Linked DNA regions of Mustela erminea: region 2 is linked to region 1. Evidence: chromatin contacts called from public Hi-C data. All regions are on one chromosome and are shown on one strand. The core of a region is the stretch at or near the end of the contact, and the rest is flanking DNA. Distances in the headings are between cores, read along the strand shown. Region 1 holds the start of SRSF4 (serine/arginine-rich splicing factor 4). Region 2 holds the start of EPB41 (protein 4.1).

Region 1 (4,977 bases), core at 1,232-3,731:
ATTCCCATCTGTATAACAGATGTAGTCTGATCACAGACTACATGACACAGACACAGACTACATGAGAACCAAGGTTAAAACCAGTTCTTAAGAATATCATGATCCTCATACTACTAAATTCCAAATGGATCAAAGATTGCAATATAAAAAAAGTAAGTCCTAAAAATAACAATAAGCCATGGGACGTGTTTTTCTTTTTAAATCTCAAAGTGAGAAAAACTACAACACAAAATCCAGAATCAAAGAAAAATAAAGGGTGGATAAATTTGACCCCATAAATATCTTACGTTTTTGCATAGCAGAAAACATTCTGGGAAAAGTCAAAAGTCAACAAACTGGGAAAAAATACTACTCATCTAACAACTGATTTCGCTAATATATAGGGAGTTCCTATGAATCAGTAAAAAAAATGGGCAAAGGGGGAGTCTGGGTGGCTCAGTCAGTTAAATATCTGACTCTTGGTTCCAGCTCAGGTCGTGATCTCAGGTAGTGAGATTGAGCTGAGCCCTACATTGGGCTCCTAACTCTGAGAGGAGTCTGCTTGAGATTCTCTGCCTCTGCTCCCACTACCCCCACCCCCATTCGATTTTGCATTCTCTCTCTCTCAAATAAATCTATATAAGGGGGAGGATGGCTCCTGGGTCACTCAGTAAGTTGAGTGGCTGACTGTGGATTTCGGCTCAGGGTCCTGAGATCAATCCCAGGCTCAGCGGAGAGTCTGCTTGAGAATTCTCTCTCCCTCTCCATGCCTGCCTTATGCGTGCTCTCTATAAATAAATATTTTTAAAAATTAACAGCAACAACAACAAAAAACAAGCAAAGGATCTAAGCAGACACAGAAAGTATAAGCATCTCTTAAACAAATGAATTGAGTCTCACTCCACTCAAGATAAATACAAACTAAACTACCCCAAGATAGCATTTTTCAGCTATTAGATTGACTAAGATCATAAAATTTGATAACACCATGTTGTTGATGAGATAGAGAAACAGGTACTTATGGAGGAGAATTGAGCAATATCTGTCCAAACTATACTTGCCCACACCCTTTACCCCAACTATCTTCTAGGAATAGATACTACATATATGTATATACAAAGTTACTCATTGCAGCAGTTAAAACAAATGGTTTGAACCTACCTCAGTATCCTTCAGTAGGGCACTGAGTAAATAAATTACTGTGTATAACGCCATTTCATAAGCCATAAAATAATCCTGAGGAAGCTTCTTTTGTACTCACGGAATGACTTTCAAAATAATAGTAAGCACGAAACTGTACATATAGCACACCCCTATTGCTTTGTGTAAAATACCTCCCAAAGGGCATTTAAGAAACTGATTACGTTGTTTGCCTCTGGGAAGGGAAACGAGATGGCCAGAGGACGGAGATGGGAAGACTTTCCACTGTATCATTTGAAACAGTTAATGAATTATCCTTTCAAAATGTAATTTTAAGGGGCACCTGAGTGGCTCAGTCGGTTAAGACTCTGCCTTCTGCTTAGGTCATGATCTCAGGGCCACGGACAGAGCCCTGCCTTGGGCTCCCTGCTCAGCGGGAAGACTGTTTCCTCCCTCTACTCCTAAACCCGCCTGTGCTTCCTCTTTCTCTCAGATATTTTTTAAATGAAGTAAATTTTATATATATATACCAATATTTGAGTTCCTATCTCGGTCCAGATACTGTTCCAGGCAGTATATTCTTCCATATATACTACCCCAGTTAGTTATCCATTTAGTCCATTGAAATGGATAAATCATTCTAATTTTACAATAGAAAATAAACTGGCCAAGTAATTATCAAGCCCAATCTAGCTTCAAAACTCCAGCCTTCCCCACCTTCCACACTGCTTCTATTGAAACAACCTGTCCTATTTTTAAAATAATATTGGTATTTATTGGACACTTGCAATGTGCTGGGAACAGTACTAAGTGCTTGACGTTATCTAGTCTCATATATAATTCTCCATTTGGCTCTGGAAGGTTGGAATTTCTATCCCTCTTATACAGAGAAGACAATTGGGGCTTAGAGAGCTGGCGCGTAACGGGTCCAAGGTCACGGATACAAAGACGGTTGGAAGCCAGACTTAACTCCAAAGCTGCTCAGAAGTCGAAACCACTCCCGGTTCAAAGGACAAAAGCAGAAACGCTCGCTGGGCCGGGACAGTTGCAGGCACTTCCGGGGGGAGGAGCGAAGCCACCCGGCAGCGAATGCGACGCAGGCCCAAACACAGCGAACTCGCGAGAGGACGTGCGGAGAGGGGGAGGAGGGGAGGACTGCCCCGCGCCGCAAGCACCGCCTGTCGGTCACCTGGCCCCGCCCCCACGCCGGCGCGCCCCTGGGCAAACCCCGCCCCCACTCCTGGCCGGGCGGGAAGCGAACGCGCGCTCCCTCCCGTTACCCTCCGCCTGCGGGGAGGGCGGGGAAGGCGGGAGGCGCGCGCTCGCGTGCTGCGTGCTCGCGTACGTCGCTGGGGCTCGCCTGCGTCCGTCCCGCCGCTCGCCCGTTGCCGCCGCCGCCGTCGCCGCGCTCTCGCTTCGCCGGCCCTGCGCCTAAGGGGGCTGGGGCCGGGCCAAGCTGCCGCCGCTGTTGCCGGGATGCCGCGGGTGTACATCGGCCGCCTGAGTTACCAGGCCCGAGAGCGCGAGTGGAGCGCTTCTTTAATGGCTACGGGAAGATCCTGGAGGTGATCTGAAGAACGGGTGAGGAGGGCAGAAGAGGGGTCGGCCGGGTGGGGACAGGGCCCCAGCGGTGGTGGGGAGGCCGCGGGAACGGGAGAGGGACGCCTGCCCGGCGCGGAGCTGCTACTGGCCTGCTCAGGCTCCGCCATAGTCGCGGCGCCTCGGGGGCGCGGGTAGGCCCTGGTTCCCACTGCGCCTGCGCGGGTGGGGTGGTGGAGGATAATGGGAGCGATGGTGAGGATCTGAGTGGGACGGGGAGAAGGAAAACCCGAGTGGGATTGGGGCTCCGGGCGGGAGGGTACGGCTCCTGGGCGCCGGGGAGGCCTGGGTTTTTCCTTCCCGGGCCCCGGCAGTGGGGTCTGGTTCGTCTCCGGATAGAAACCGACCTTTCCCGCTCTTAGGGCTGCTGGAAATAAACAGGATTTCCTGCTCGCTTTTCACCTCTTGGCCGGTCTAATGGATCAGACAGTCACCACGCATCTTTCGCGAGGCCAGGAGCTCCGGAGGGAGGCACTTTTTTGACGTGCATGTGTCACACTTTTTTGGGCGGGAGACTCGGGTTTGAGTGAATAGTCTAGTGGCAGTTTCGAAAGTATCGTCTTGCCGCGCTGAAAGCCTTGACCGTTCTCCCCTACAAGGGTAATTTAAAGTCTTGATTCGTTATCTTTCAAACTCCGTACAGAGTTTCCATACTGTGGTTTCCGTTCTACGACTTGCCAAAAAATTGCTTTGTCGTTGTAGAATTTGTTAGAAGGTCGTGGCCTCCCTGGCTAGTATCTGCGGCAGCTAGTTAAGGAGATGGAGATTCACAGCTCGAAATTGCTTATTTACTGCCTCCCCGGGTTTGGTCTGTTACTTGTATTCCTGATCTACTTTGGCAAAGCAGGGCCACCCGGGGCTACACGTTTCAGGGGAAAGAGATGAGTCCGGCATGGAGAAGATTCCCAACGGGGAAAGCTATGAGAGCCAGGAAACGTTAGATAGGACTTCAAACACATAGGTCTAAAAATTAAAAGGAGTGGGGGGGGGGGGCATTTTAGGGCACTAAACCTTGAGTGTTAGAGGAACTCTTGGCTTATTTGGAAAAAAAAAAAAAATGAAAGACATTTGCAACAGGTCTGATAATGGTTACAGGTTACTCTCCATTGTAATACTAGCAACTAACACTTGAGAAGTTAAGAAAAATACCTCAGTTGCACATTTGAGACAAATTGGTAGCTTCTATATACTCACATTGTTGGTTGGCTTTAAAAAGTCATTTCAAAGAGATTGTTAGGAAGACTCACCTTCTTACTAAGGAAAATGTCTTCGATAAAAGTGTTTATTATTGGTCACGTGGCTGGCTCAGTCGGTGGAGCATGAAACTCTTGTTATCCAGGTTGTAAGTTCAAGCCCCATGTTGGGTGTAGAGATTTAAAAAAAAAAAAGACCTTTTTTTTAAGTGTTTACTATGAATACGGAATACTGATTTAGAGTAAAAGGTTTAGGAAATTACTCACTTGGTACAGGAGAGCTTTTGGTTCTTAAGAAATTTACTAGATAAAGTGGGGTTTTGTTGCTTGATACATGTATGAAAGATGCAGTGGAAACTCCCCGTTTTCTTCAGAGGCCAACTAAGTTGACCGTAAATTTTGTCGTCAGTTTTCTTATCTACAAGGGAAAGGAGCATTAGAGATAATTGTAAAGCATTTGGCTCATAGCTGTAAATGGTAGCTGTAATCAAATGGGTTTTGACTGTGATCATTAGGAGACAGTTTCGGTATTTGGTAACATGAAGGATATTTGGTGAGGTCTGTTTTCTAAAGTTACTCAAGTGATAGCAGGAAATAATGTTGATGTTAATGGTAAAAAGGTTAATGGGACAAACATGTTAATAACCCACCAATGAGATACTTGCTACTGTGCTAAATGGATTGGAAAGAAAGAAAAACAGTTTCTGCTCTTGAGTAAATTAAGTGTTGACAGTTAGAACATGTCCACTCTGAGTTAAGAAATGCTTGCCCTTACTTTAAACTCAAGTAAAACTTGGAATAGTTTGTTGGAAGAGATTTGTTTGAAATGGGCTTTGAAGAAAGAATTGACTGGGGCTTGAAATAAAGTGTCTGGGAATAAAGTATGTCATAACCGGTGATGAGGAGGTGGTCCAGTAAGGAACACTTCTGAGAAAGAATGAGGAATCAGGCTTGGATTGAGTCTCATGAGGGATTTAGCTTGATTCGAACAACATGAACCAGAAGCATCGACTATAAGATTTTACACTGAGCATCCAAAAATCATGGATAGGAATTGAAAGGCTCT
Region 2 (5,254 bases), core at 2,227-4,726, 260 kb after region 1:
TCCAAAGGTGAGCCATACATCCAAGGTCCCCTTTCCGTACCCAGATCATTTCCTTGGGCAGTCGGGGGGGCTGACTGAGGAAACCCCAAGTAAGGCCCTGACCTGCTCTTCCTCCCCCACATACACCAAGCCTGTGGGCGCCTGCATAGTCTGTCCCCCAGCTCCCCAGAATAAATATCCCAGAGTTCCGAGCTCACCCAGTAAGGGCCAGCAGGTTCCAGAGGTAAAGTGGGGGGTATCATGGGAGCCGTAGGACCTACCAGGTGGTTACTTCCCCTTTCAGCTGAGTCTGGGCTTTGGGGTCAGACAGAGCTTGGTTCAAATCCCAGCCCAGCCACTTCCCAGCTGTGTCACTCTGGTCAAGTAGATTCACTTCCCTAAATTCCTGAGAAACAGGAATAATACCTAGTCCGTCATGGGATTATAAGGATATCAGTTAATGCTGCATATTAAAGGCTTAGCATAGAGCCCAGTGCATAGTAAATGTGGCTCTAATTATGATTAGAGAACACGGGCCAAGAACAGGACACGAGGGCCCATCACACTCCACCTTGCCCTTGCCCCATTCTTCCCCCTTCCCTTCATGGCAGGTAAACCAGGTCCTGGAGGCTCTAATAATGGGTGCTGAAGGACCCTTTGAGACTCTAGGCTCATCTGACCTTCTCATTTCACAGAAAGAGAAACTGAGGCCCAGGGAGAAAAGTGATGGGCCCACAGACTATGAGGGAGTAGAACACTGCCCCCTTTACTAAATAAACATCAGAATCCCAGGCCCGAGGAAAACCCTGCGTGCCCCACCCCCACTAGGGGACTATCATAAAGATCCATTCTGCAAGCCTTCAACCAATATCAGGCCTCCATGACCTTTACGGGGAGCCCTTTGTGGGTACCCCTGTTGAGCTCTGCGGCTAGCAGACCTATACATGGTGCTCAGGAAGGGCTTAGCGACAAACCCATGCAGTTCCTCTTCGGCTCCACAGAATAGCTCTGCTCAGGCTCCCCTCAACCCCACCCCAGGTGCTCCTTGCATCTCCCTTCCTCACTGCTTCCCTGGCCTCTGTCTCACCCCGAAGTCTGGGTCCCATCAGCTGGGCACAGCCGCAGCCAGCAGAGCTGTGGGCCTCCGGAGGCCTGTACAGCGTCAGCATCTTCCCAGCCAGGCTGGGATAGTCCTGCCCAGCACAGCCAGCCAGGCTCCTGGCCAGGGTCCACTCTGCAGAGTGGGTGCTGGCCCTGCCCTTCCAGGGGCCCCACCCCCACCGGTCTAGCGGGTGCAGCGGCCTGGGCTTCCTGGGAGCTTCTACAGGCACCCGCAGCCTATACGAGGGAGGCCAGCCTGGTCTAGGCTGTTCAGGGATGGGCTGATTGGGAGAAAGACGGGTGTGCCACCGCTTCTCCTCACTGACTATCGCCACCCCCATGCAGGTGCTGCCCCTTACATTGCTGGGTCCTGGCAGGCTCTGCCTGGCTCCTAATACACAGAGGAAACCTCAGGGCATTCTCACCCCGTTCTCTTCTTAAAACACTCCCACTGGCCTGCTTCCAGGCCAGCTATCATTCTGGTCACTGCACACTTATTACCTCATCTGATTCTGCTAATGCCTGTGAGGTCTGGATTATGGACTGAGGAAGAGCTGGGGACTCGGAGAGGGGAAGTGACTCATGCAAGGTCACACAGCAAAGTGCCAGGACCAAGATTTAAACCCAGTTCTGCAGCAGACAAAGCCTGCAGGGCACCCAAAGTTTGTTTTCCTTCCCCCTCTCTGTTCCCTAAAGCTTCTGGATCCCCTTCTTCCCAAACCTTCCACCTTTCTCTGCCAAGTCTCTCCTTCCACAGTCCCAGTCAGAATTAATCTTTCCCACCTCGTGGCTGCTGTTAACTGCTTGTTCACCCACTCCCAACAGCAGCAGGGCACAGGAGTTATCTCTGAGGTGTCTGTCTCACTGGCACTCAGAGGGGCCTTGAAGGCAGAGGGTGACCCCAGTACATGCTCCTCAGACCTGACAGTCTGTCACCTCTATCTCCACCCTCCCTCTACCCCCACACAAATGTCCTCTGACCTCCTCCTGTTGATCCCCTCCCCATCCCCAGCCTCCTGCCCAGGCCTGTAACTGGGGTGAAGGTAGGGAGCCTGCTGAAACCTCAGGGGCTGGGTGCCAATGCTCTGGCCCCTCCCACTCCCCTCCAGTCGCTGAGGATCTGACCCAGACCTGACACCAGGCAACTCTCACAGGGACTCCCAGCTGCCCTAAGCACCAGGCCTGGCCAGGCATTCCCCAAGCCTCCTCCTTCTGGAGAAAAGGGTTCCAGAAGCAGAGAAGGGGTTGCCTTCAGCCCTAGTCCATGAACTTGAGGGGTCACATTGAGCCACTCCCACCCCAGGGAAGCTGTGGGCCTTGAAATAACACCCCCTCCTGACCAACCCTCAGGAATAGTCCTACCTTCTCCCCTTCTAGGGCAAGCTTAGGCTGGGGTCTGTTTGGATAAGTCCCCACCTCCAATTTGCTAAAGGGGAGAACTCGGGTTCTACCAAAAAGAGGTGAGGTCCTCCGGAAAGTGTAGGTTAGGACGAGAAAACTCCCGAGGTAAGACTGAGGATGAGAGAAACAGGACCGCGGAGAGAGGAGATATGAGGGACACGGGGAATCGGGGAATGAGAGCAAGCAGGAATCTGAGACCGATAGACTGGGGAGACCAGAGACCGAGGAAAGTCCCCCGAGACCAAGCCTGGAAGGGAGCGTGCGGGGCTGGGCCGGCGACAGGAGGGCCATACTAGCTGGCACAGCTGGCACCCCAGCTCACGGGTCCCTCAGTTCCGAAACTCAAAGTCAGTTACGTAAGGGCCGGGAGCGGGGTTCCAGGCCCGGGGGGCCCCCCTCCCGCAGCGCGCCGCCCGCCCTCCCGCTCCGGCGAGCGCTGCGGCGGGCCGGGCAGGAGCCTACGGGCCGGACAGGGCGGGGCTGGTGGGGGGGGCACCTGGGGCCGCAGCACTCTGCAGAGACCCGCCCGCGGAGACCGAACCCAGGACCCCCGCCCCAGACAGGCCGGGACCGCCAGGGACCGCCAGCCGCAAGCGTCCAGCCGCGGACCCGAGTTCCCGAACCCCTCTCCTCTCGCCGCACCCTGAACTTCCAGACGTCCAGGCCCCTGTGGACCCCAGTTCGGACCTTGGAAACTGGGACCCTTAAAGCCCCCCTCCCCTGACCCTTAGACCCTGGTCTCGCCCCTACCGGGACCGCACAGGCCCTTGGGAGTAGGTCCATCTGTCCCTCACTCCGTTGCTCCCGGGGACCCGGGATCGCCCCCAGTCAGTCCAGACTCACCTGGGCCAGACGGGGCGGGGACCTGGCCGGGCCGGGCCGGGCCGCGTTCTCGCTCTGCGCCGCTCTCGCCCTTTAAGAGGTTCCTGCCACTTTGCCCCGCCGGGGGCCTCCACCTGCACTGACAGGGCAACTCTGGAGTGAGGCCCCGCCCCCGTCCCGGGAGGCCTCCTGATTGGCACAGGCAACTGCCAATCGGCGGGGCGGGGAAGAGGACGGTGCCAAGAAGTGCGAGCGTCGCAACCGGGAAAGGGCTGGGGCTGCAGGTGCGGTCTCCGAGCTCTGAGAGGCCCGGTGTTGACCCGAGGGTCAGGGGAGGATTGGGTAGGGAGCTCGTGGATTGGGTGGTGTGGTGTCTGACGTCATACGGTAAAAGTATGATGCAACTTGCCACGTGGTGCTGCCCCTAACCTAAGGGCTGGAAGGGTGGTAGGAAAGGAGTTGGTTCGAGTGACCCATGGTGAGACTCACCTGCATCACCTGCCCCTCCCCATTTAGTCCTGTGTGACCATGAGCAAGTCACTTCAACGAATCTGAGTTTCCTCAACTATAAATCTTAAAACACTTTCCTGAGAATTAGTGATATATGTTAAGTCCCAGGCACAGGTTTGGTACACAATAGGTGCCGTTCAGTAAGTATGGTTCTTGTTCCTCCCATCCCCATCTTGCCACTCTTGTCAGAAACTGTCTCCCATCTATGGTCCATCCCACCAGCACTGGAAGGGGCTTACCTCGTCACTGGTCCAAGCCCCCTCCCCTTGCTACCTAATTTTGGGGCAAATAGGGGGGAACTGAGGCCCAGTAAAGGCAAGTGACTTCCTGGGAGTTCAGTGGTCTTCCTTATTAGATGGGTCCTGGAGTCAAACTGCCTGGGTCTCAATCCCCAGCGTTGCCCTTGATTTGAACAAGCTACTAACCCTCTCCAAGCCAGGTCCTCTGATGTAAAATGGAGTCAATAAAAGTACTTTACTCGTGGCACCTGGGTGGCTCAGTTGGTTCAGCGTTTGACTCTCGGTTGCTCTCAGGGTCATGGGTTTGAGGCCTGCATGAAGCCCCTGCGTGGGGCTCCCGGCTCTAGGTGAGTCTGCTTGAAATTCTCTCCCTTGTCCCTTGTCTCTCTCTCAAATAAATAAACATCTTAAAAAAAAAAAAGTATTCTCCTCAAGGATTGTTGTGAGAATTAAATGAAATGATCCATGTAAAGTATTAAGAACAGTGTCAGTCTCAAAAGCCTCCAAAAAGTGTTAGGACTTATGATTATTGATGTTAATATTATATCAAGGTCATAAATTAATGTATTGCCCCCACCAAATTCACTGCAACTTCCAAGTCAGGTCTTGTTTTAGGCTTCAGGACCCGGGTACCTTCCCTCAAGAAGCTCACAGTCTAGCAGAGGGTATGACTGAGCCCCTAGATCTAGGGGATGCTTCCTGATACGGGGTACGGGGGGGGGTGTGCTTCACAGCACCAGAGAAGCTTTAGTTCCTTTAACCAGAAATCTAGACACTTGACACCCCTCGGTCTCTAACCGTGTAGACTACATGGGGAAAGCGGTCACACACATGCAGTCTCCCAAGCCTACTGACACACCTTTCACCTGCTTCCAGTTTCACCTGCCCACCAGGTAATAACGGCCAGGGGCTAAGTGCTCAGGCTTTGGAGGCAGTTGAGTCTGGGCTCTGCGACACTTTGTGCCTTTGGGCAAGTCACTTCCCCTCGAGGGTAAAATGGGAGTAATAATGGCCCAAACTTCATATAGAGCTGTTGCGAAAATTAAATGAGAGAATGAAAATACATATGCAAATACCCAGTAATGCATCCAGTGTTATTTTTTAATTGCTCCCACATGTATTCAGGCAACCCAGGAGAGAGCAGACTGTGAATGCCAAGACTCAGTGACTGCAAAGGGGTTTCCTCTCTCCCTCCCGCCGCT

Evidence for each region. A called contact is a pair of places that touch in the nucleus more often than the background predicts.
Region 2: a contact with region 1 is called in a Hi-C map of spleen, with 4 times the contacts expected there. The contact joins the promoter of EPB41 here to the promoter of SRSF4 in region 1. A contact is called at or near these places in 3 of 3 Hi-C or Micro-C datasets (fibroblasts, skeletal muscle and spleen).

Annotation. Positions count from the first base shown.
Region 1 is chr10:88,171,638-88,176,614 of mMusErm1.Pri, forward strand. It overlaps SRSF4 (serine/arginine-rich splicing factor 4), which reads left to right and starts at 2,482. Exons shown (of 8, transcript XM_032360865.1): 1 at 2,482-2,641; 2 at 2,644-2,682; 3 at 2,685-2,700. The coding sequence starts at 2,596.
Region 2 is chr10:88,432,412-88,437,665 of mMusErm1.Pri, forward strand. It overlaps EPB41 (protein 4.1), which reads right to left and starts at 3,477. Exons shown (of 22, transcript XM_032360856.1): 1 at 3,325-3,477.